Linked DNA regions of Mus musculus: all the other regions are linked to region 3. Evidence: chromatin contacts called from public promoter capture Hi-C data. All regions are on one chromosome and are shown on one strand. The core of a region is the stretch at or near the end of the contact, and the rest is flanking DNA. Distances in the headings are between cores, read along the strand shown.

Evidence for each region. Capture Hi-C pulls out chosen DNA fragments and counts their contacts.
Region 1: a contact with region 3 is called in a promoter capture Hi-C map of adipose tissue. The contact joins the promoter of Ifi211 here to the promoter of Ifi207 in region 3. A contact is called at or near these places in 5 of 39 promoter capture datasets (the 3T3-L1 cell line, the C10 cell line, embryonic stem cells and 1 more), 1 of 15 datasets of contacts at CTCF or cohesin (the NIH/3T3 cell line), 5 of 484 Hi-C or Micro-C datasets (the C2C12 cell line, the G1E-ER4 cell line, bone marrow-derived macrophages and 1 more), 2 of 115 datasets of contacts at active chromatin or transcription factors (the NIH/3T3 cell line and heart atrium) and 2 of 9 other capture datasets (adipose tissue and liver).
Region 2: a contact with region 3 is called in a promoter capture Hi-C map of adipose tissue. The contact joins the promoter of Ifi203 here to the promoter of Ifi207 in region 3. A contact is called at or near these places in 5 of 39 promoter capture datasets (the 3T3-L1 cell line, 3T3-L1-derived adipocytes, the C10 cell line and 1 more), 1 of 15 datasets of contacts at CTCF or cohesin (the NIH/3T3 cell line), 2 of 484 Hi-C or Micro-C datasets (both in the G1E-ER4 cell line) and 2 of 9 other capture datasets (adipose tissue and liver).

Annotation. Positions count from the first base shown.
Region 1 is chr1:173,911,747-173,914,446 of GRCm38.p6, reverse strand. Ifi211 (interferon activated gene 211) reads left to right here and starts at 1,401. Exons shown (of 7, transcript NM_001033450.4): 1 at 1,401-1,633.
Region 2 is chr1:173,941,156-173,943,855 of GRCm38.p6, reverse strand. Ifi203 (interferon activated gene 203) reads left to right here and starts at 1,364. Exons shown (of 10, transcript NM_001302649.1): 1 at 1,364-1,401; 2 at 1,562-1,626.
Region 3 is chr1:173,740,521-173,743,220 of GRCm38.p6, reverse strand. It overlaps Ifi207 (interferon activated gene 207), which reads left to right and starts at 1,412. Exons shown (of 8, transcript NM_001204910.1): 1 at 1,412-1,633.

The DNA.
Region 1 (2,700 bases), core at 152-2,651, 170 kb before region 3:
AACCAGGAGCATTGCAGACAGCTGCAAATCCTTAAGGGCCAAGAACTATAACACCTCAGCTGTGACACCAGCCACTCTCGAGGTCCCAGGGTCACAAAGGCACTGTCTGTTTGAAACTGTCTTTCATCTGCTGCTTTCAGAAGTTCATTATGAAAACTTCCAAGTACCTTGTTGGCAGTTGGTGGTTAAATCCCAGAACCACAAGCTGTTGGGAACTAAAAAGGGGGCCCAGGGGAAGAGAAAACCCACACCCCACCAGAATTTTACCTATTCTCTGGTCTGTCAGGTGTGGGAGAGCTGCCATACACTTTCCACTCAGCCCTGGGTGGGCATTCAAGCCTCTGACCCACTCTTCAGGGGGTGGCCAAGGGTCAGCCCTACCTGGGATCCCTTGAGCTACTTTGCTAAAGCCACCATGGTTATAGGAGAGAAGGATGGCAGAAGAGAGGTTCCCAAAACTTGCGAGAGTGAGGGTAGCAGATTTTGATGAGCAGAGACTCTATGGTTTTAGAGCTTTATTATAGAAATGCAGGGGTATAAGAGAGAAGCTAGAAAAAGAGAGAGAGAGGAGGGAGAGAGAGAAAAGGGAGGGAGGGAGAGGGAGAGAGAGAGAGAAGGCTAGAGAGAAAGAGTAAGAGAGAGAGAAGAGAGGAGAAGACAAAGAGAAAGGAAAGAGGAGAGAAGAGTGAGAGTTAAGAGAACAAAGGAGTAAGAGAAGAGACAAGTAAGATAGCAAACAGAAGCTGAACAGCCCTTTTTATGGTCTTTACTGTTGCTAGGTAACTGGGGAGGAGTTTAGCCTGAAGGTCAGAAGCTTGGGCCATTGCCTACATGACTTCTACCCATGCTTCTCTTGTGGGGTCTGTGGGGGGAGGTAACTTAGGCAGGAGCCAGAGTTCCAGCAGCATAAGGGAATGCCTACTGTGTCATGTAGCTGAATTATCACCCTTTGGAGTTCAGACCTCAGCTCAACTGGAGACCAGCCTGTCTGTGCAAGACCTCAAAACCACAATTCTCTGGCTTCCAAAGGGCTTGATACTTGTAAACCCTGAGTGTATTAGACTCTTCCCTGGGCCTTGAGTACTTTACTACAATAAAAACTCCACCTTAGCTGTCCAGGACTCCTATCTAAGTAGAGCAGAACCCTGGTCAGCTAGTTTTAACACCTTGATCTGGTTGTACCATGTATGTGAATTTTGTGTCTAGTGGCTAGTGTACATCCGTTTGCTACAAAAGTTGTAAGGTTAGGACTTTCTTATTTAGTGAGATTCATCAGAAAAGAATGTGAGCCTGACTAAGCTGTGATTTTTTTTTCATAGTGACCACAGTATTTACAGGAAGTTAAGATGTTTCCAAAGCCAGGGAAATTGAAAGCTATGAACGAAACTGGGAGTAGGCCTGGCTATTTCAGCACTCCTCACCCGAGGGAGACAGCACAGGGAGAGACAGCCAGTGCTGCTCAAGAAATGAAACAACTCTGAGAGTTTTGTAATCACTACCCTCTTCCTTTACACCCAACTGTTCAGTTTCTCATTTACTGACTTATCTGCCTACCTACTCAAGCCAAGCAGGCCACTTCTTGACCCGGTGAAGGTCTCAGGATCTGTACATCACTGCAGAAATATCCAGGAAGGTGAGTTCTGTTTGTTTCTTAAACATGTGATCAGATCTATCTGTGAAATATAAAGGACCATAGAAAAAAATCAGTGTTGAATGGTGGAGGACCAAGGCTGGTGCCAGCTTCACTCACAGCATTAAACCTGCTGTAGCTGGTTTCCGATGCTTCACTAGGAAGACAGCCGATGACAGAATAAAGATGCCTCCTCTATTCCTATGAGTTTTCATGAGTTAGTGTTTATCACTGTTCTTCATTTATCTTCACTAGAGAAGACATGGGAGTAAGGTGTTTGTGGTGAAGGACTGTGTAAAAGACAAGACAGAAACAAAAAATATTGATAACTAAAATCATGTTAAATGAAAACCACACTTTCCAGTTTTGTGAATATACAAAACTGAGATTCATATACAACTTGATAACTCACATTAGCCTGTAGAGAAAAATGTCCCACTTTTGTTAATACAGTTATTTAAATAGATTGTGGACATTTTTATGTTTAGCTCTCCTCTTAGCTCCCTTCTGTATCAGATGTTAGAGACAATATTTGTCATACTCTCCTCTTCATGCCATGCTGGAGGTGAATACTCATGAGGAAAGTTAAACTTGTTCACTGTTACTAATTTCTTCTGTAATTTTTCTAATTTTTTATCCTGTTTTGCCTAAATTTTAGTAGTTGAGATATGCATAAAATTTAAACCATAGTCATAGACAATATCATACCTGTTTAAATATATATTATTGCTTGTTAATGGTTCTGTTTAAAGAATAATTTCATTATCCAAGCCTGGTTTCCGATAACTTGGCACATAGCTGAGGCCAGCCTCAAACTTACAGTCCTCTGGCCTCTGCCTCAGCTTCTGTCTTTCCCTCAGACTCTGGCGCCTTGAATCATAGACACCCACTGCCATGACCCTCTTAAATGTCTACAATTAATTTTGTATTTTACTACATAGTACTATTTAATGTCCTGGGAGTAATGTTGTAAAACTAAAATTTGTTATTATTTGGTAATTATATAATTAAAATTGTTTCACTTTTCTTGGGTTGAAATCTTTCATTGTTAAGTAGTGAGCCTCCAGGCT
Region 2 (2,700 bases), core at 115-2,614, 200 kb before region 3:
CATGTCTCACTATAACAGTAGTACAGACACCATCCACTATCCTACAAAGGAAGAAACAGTCAGTCAAACACTGCTTTAAGCTCTGAAGCTACCAGATGTTCAGCTTTTTTCCTTGAGTTTCCAAGGCTTCATCTGCTGGCACTACATAGCCCACAATCTGCTGTCTTTTCCCATTAAAAATCTCTCAGGGGTCATTTTCTTAATCACTTATAGAGGACAGTGAAGCTATAGTACAGAGGGCAGTTACTGCCCAATTACTTTTTTTTTTTTAAGCTGAGGTTGCAGTTGTATGTTTCTCATAACACTATGCTCTGGGAAAATATGGCCTAGGAACCACTAATGAATGAATGGATGCTTTGGAAAGTGCTTAAACCAAAAGTGATCCATCACAGATATTTCCCTATTCAGGAAATGTTCAAGCAAGTACTGTTGTGGTCTGCAGATCACAGCACAAAGCACCCAGAAACGGATCTCAGTTAAACAGGGCTGGTTTATTGAACACACACCCTAAGACTGATTGAACAGGGGCTCAGCTCAGATACAAGAGCTATTTTCCAGGGTCAGTTTATATAGGCAGAAAATCATAATGAGCTCATAAGCGGGTGAGGGGAGGGCTGTAGGGTGGTCAACCTTTTTCCAAGTCTTTTTTTTTTCAAGCTGTCCTCTATCTTTCTTTGCTCTGAGTGAAGGCTATGGATTGGTAATTTCTGATGATGATGACGACTATTTAAGCCTCAGAATATGGTCAACTTGACCTTTCTTTCAGTCAAACTTTTTCTTTTAATTTTAAAATGTTTTTATCTTCTTTTTTCTTTTTCTTTTTATTAGATGTTTTCTTTATTTACATTTAGGATGTTATCCCCTTTCCTGGTTTCCCCACTGAAGACTCCCTATCCCCTCCTCCCTCCATCTGCTCATCAACCAACCCACACTGGCTTCCTGGCCCTGGCATTCCCCATTACTGGCTGTGCCTACAGTCAAGCTGCTTTTGTGTCAAACAAGCTGGCAGGCATGAAACAAAAGTATTACAGCTAAGGTAGCAGGCTTCATCAATTCCAAGGAACAACAGACTCTGAGGAGCTCCCCTCTGACCACTTTCATATTGAACAAACAAAGAAGGGTGAGGTGGCTGAGTGACTCGCTTGTATCTCCTTGTGATTCATCTTCTTTCAGATGAGAGTGATTCCTAGTGACCCACTTGTAAGTCTACTAGACATAAAACATGCAGTGTTGCAATTTCTCTCTCTCCTGTGTGTGTGTGTGTGTATGCTTCTTTCTAGAAATTACATTAATAACAGGAAATAAAGTGCTCTATTTTAAGAGCTGGGGAAATCGAAAGCTATGAACAGTGCTGGGAGGAGCCCAATTTCATCTTAAGTCTCCCCAGGAAGACAGCACACTGTAAGACATCCAGCCCTGCTCAAGCTAGGAACTTACTTTAACCAGTTCTCTTGCCCCCCTCCCTGTTATTTTGTAAATACTACATTTTCTCAGCATTTAATGAGATTGCAATGCATTCTGGTGTACTTTTTTGAGTCATTTCTCTTTCTACTCAAAACAGAGAAACCCCATTTCCTGACTTGCTGAAGATTTATCATCTGAACATTGCTGAGAAATTTCACTGAGGTAAGTCTCTCCCCTTTTATATATAGAAGAGATAGCTCCATGAAACCCACAAGAACATAGGGGATCAGTGTGGTTCTTCCCAGTGGCTGGTGGGGAGAGCACAGATTGTTCAGCTGCCAGCAGGGCAGTGAACCTGCTGCAACAGGTTCTGATACCACATTCAGGAAGATGACAGCATCTTTCTTTCTCCATCCCTCGAGCTTGTGGTAAGAAAACATGAGCTTTGATTAGTGCAGGTTATAAAATTAGCTTCCTAAGTATAAAGTCAATAAATGGAAAACAAGAAGGCTTCAGTAGCCTGGGCTGGGCGGTGCACGGGAATCTGGTGGCTGGACTGAGTAAAAGACAGGTTAGTGATATAAAAATTTACTGTGATATAATATTCAGTGAAAACATGCATTTGAACAATGAGCTTCATCATCTGGTCTTATTTTAATATTAGACAGCATGAGAACTAGTGGACATGTGCAGTAAAACTTTCCTAAGAATCACAAATACAGTTATTCAAATACTTCCTGTTTCAATATGCATATGTAACTCTTTCTTTCTCTCCCCTTCAAAAAAGGGAGTAAGAATAGTATTTAGTCACTGAGAGAAACTTTTTGTCATCATGAAAGTTATTCTTTGTGATAGGCTAAATTTTATTTATTTTTGTTTTTATTTTGTTGTCATAAAATATAGGGACTATGAAGGTCAGTTAAATACAATCATTTCTGTTGTCTATTTTGTCTACTTTTAGGATATTTTAAAGGCTTTCTGTATCCTCTGGCATAGGACTCCGTGTGTACTCAAACTTTGTAATTTAAATGTCAATTTGAGATTTGTACCTGGATTAGACCTATCTTGCTAAGTTTCTCAGTTATCCTGCTCAAACTTTCCAAATTTTTCCAGATCTTTTTACCCTACTAACTTAGTAATGACTACACTGTCATATTAACTGTAAACCTGTGGGTTCTCCTTTTTATCTTTTTAAAAAATTTACAGATTTGTGTGCTCTCACAGATATTGAATGTATGTGATGTATATGTATGTGCATGGATACGTGTACTTGTGTGAAGATATATTCATGTTTCA
Region 3 (2,700 bases), core at 163-2,662:
TGAGGCCCTTGTTCTCCTGCACAGACCTGGCTTACCAAACATTTACTCTTTACCACGAATAGCACAGCTACCGTACTTGACTGAAATACACATTAGCTACCTCTGCCTTCCTTTCCTCATCCATTCTTGTCTCATCATTGGAATCTTAGAGCACCTGCTACCTTCCCAATTCAGTTCTTCCATATAGAACTTACTCCCATCTACCACAACAGCCAAATTCACTCTAGCTTTGTCTTTTCTCATCTTGGTTGAGCTGAATCTTAAGTCCTATTTAACAGAGAACTGTGGAGATACCCTCTTCTACTTATCTGTTCTGAACCTACAGGTTCCAACTCCTTGGGGGATTGCCTAAAACTATCTGCATATCAGATATTTGCACACCAAGGTATTTTATATTTTTTGGGTTGGTTTAGCCAGAGAAGATGCATACAATGCTCAAGAGACTGAAGGCCCCAGGGAATGGGGAAGTCTGGTGGGATGGGGGGTAGGGGCTGGGGAATCCTATGGAGACACAGGGCTCAGGGAGTGGCTATGGGATTGGGAATACCCAGCGGTTGAATCAGGAGGGGATAAAACCTGGAGTGTAAGAAAAAGAAGATTAAATAAAAATTTTAAAAGAGAGAATAGAGGAGTGGAAACAGAGGTAGTCATGACAGTGGTCATTGTGACGAAAAATCAGCTGAAGAAATCCAGAGAACATCTGGAGCTGACACAGGGGTGTCAGAGAGAAAGTTACCCAGGGCTATGAGGAACTGAAGACTGAGATACTGCTGACTGACAACCAGGAACATTGCAGACAGCTGCCAATCCTTGAGGGTCAAGGACTAAGGCACCTCAGTCAATGAGCTGTGACACCAGCCACTCTCAAGGTGCCAGGATCACAAAGGCACTGTCTGTTTCCAACTGTCTTTGATCCACTGCTTTCAGAAGTTAATTATGAAAACTTCCAAATGCCAGGTTGGCAGTTGATGGTTAAATCCCAGAATAATAAGTCTCCAATCCAAAATCTCAGAGCCACAAGTCTCTGGCTTCTGAAGAGTTTGGCACTTGCAAACCCTGGGGATATTAGACTATTTCCTGGGTCTTGAGTACTTTACTACAATAAAAACTCCACCTTAGCTGTCCACGACTCCTATCTAAGTAGAGCAGAACCCTGCTTAGCTAGTTTTAACACCTTGGTATAGGTACACCATGCATGTGAGTTTTGTGTCTAGTGGCCAGTGTACATCCATTTGCTACAAAAGTCAAAAGGTTAGGACGTTCTTATTTAGTGAGATTTGTCAGAAAATCATGTGAGCCTGACTAAGCTGTGATTTTTTTTCATAGTGACCACAGTGTTTTCAGGAAGTTAAGAGGTTTCCCTAGCCAGGGAAATCGAAAATTAAGAACAAAACTGGGAGGAGTCCTGGCTGTTTCAGCACTGCTCACCCAAGGGAGACAGCACAGAGAGATAGCCAATGCTGCTCAAAAAACAACTCTGAGAGTGTCCTAATCACTAGTGCCTTCCTTTACACCCCACGCTTCAGTTTCTCATTTACTACCTGATCTACCTACCTACTCGAGCCAAGCAGGCCACTTCTTGTGTTGTTGAAGGTCTCAGGATCTGTACATCGCAGCAGAAATATCCAAGGAGGTGAGTTCTCTTTGTTTCTTAAATTTGTGGTCAGATCTATCTATGAAATATAAAGGAACAGAGAAAAAAATCAGTGTTGGGGGGTGAGGGGACCAGGGCTGGTCCCAGCTGCAATCACAGCGTTGAACCTGCTCTAGCTGGTTTCAAATGTTTCACTAGGAAGACAGCACATGTCAGAATAAAGGTGCCACCTCTACTCCTATGACTTTTCATGAGTTAGTGCTTATCAATGGTCTTCATTTATCTTCACTAGAGAAGACTTGGGAGCAAGGTGTTTGTGGTGAATGACTGTGTAAAAGACAAGACAGAAACAAGAAAAATGATAACTAAAATAATGTTAAATGAAAACCACACTTTAATATGAATATACTTTCCAGTTTTGTGAATATACAAAACTTGAGAACTCTCATTAGCCTGTAGAAGAAAATGTCCCACGTTTGTTAATACAGTTATTTAAATAGTGTCTTGACATTTTTATGTTTAGGTTTCCTCTTAGCTCCCTCTTGTATCAGATGTTAGAGTCAATATTTGTCATACTCTCCTCTTCATTCCATGCTGGAGGTGATTTCTAATGGGCTAAAGTTAATCTTGTTCATTGTTATTAATTTTTCCTAAAATTTTTCTAATATTTTTATCGTGTTTTGCCTAAGTTTTTAGTAGTTGAGATATGCATAAATTTAAAACCATAGTCATGATTAGTCAATGTCATTCCTGTTTATATATGTATTATTGCTTGTTATTATTACTGTTTGAAAAATAATTTCATTATCCAAGCCAGGTTTGCCTATAACTTGGCACATAGCTGAGGCCACCCTCATAGTTACAGTCTTTCTGCCTCTTCCTCTTTCTCTTCCTCTTCTGCCTCTGCCTCTGCCTCTGCCTCTGCCTCTGCCTCTGCCTCTGCCTCTGCCTCTGCCTCTGCCTCTGCCTCTGCCTCTGCCTCTGCCTCTGCCTCTGCCTCTGGAGGCCTTTAATCATAGACATCCACTACCATGCCCCTCTTAAATGTCTATGATTAACTTTGTATTTTACTATTTAATGTCATGAGAATGATGTAGTTATAAAAC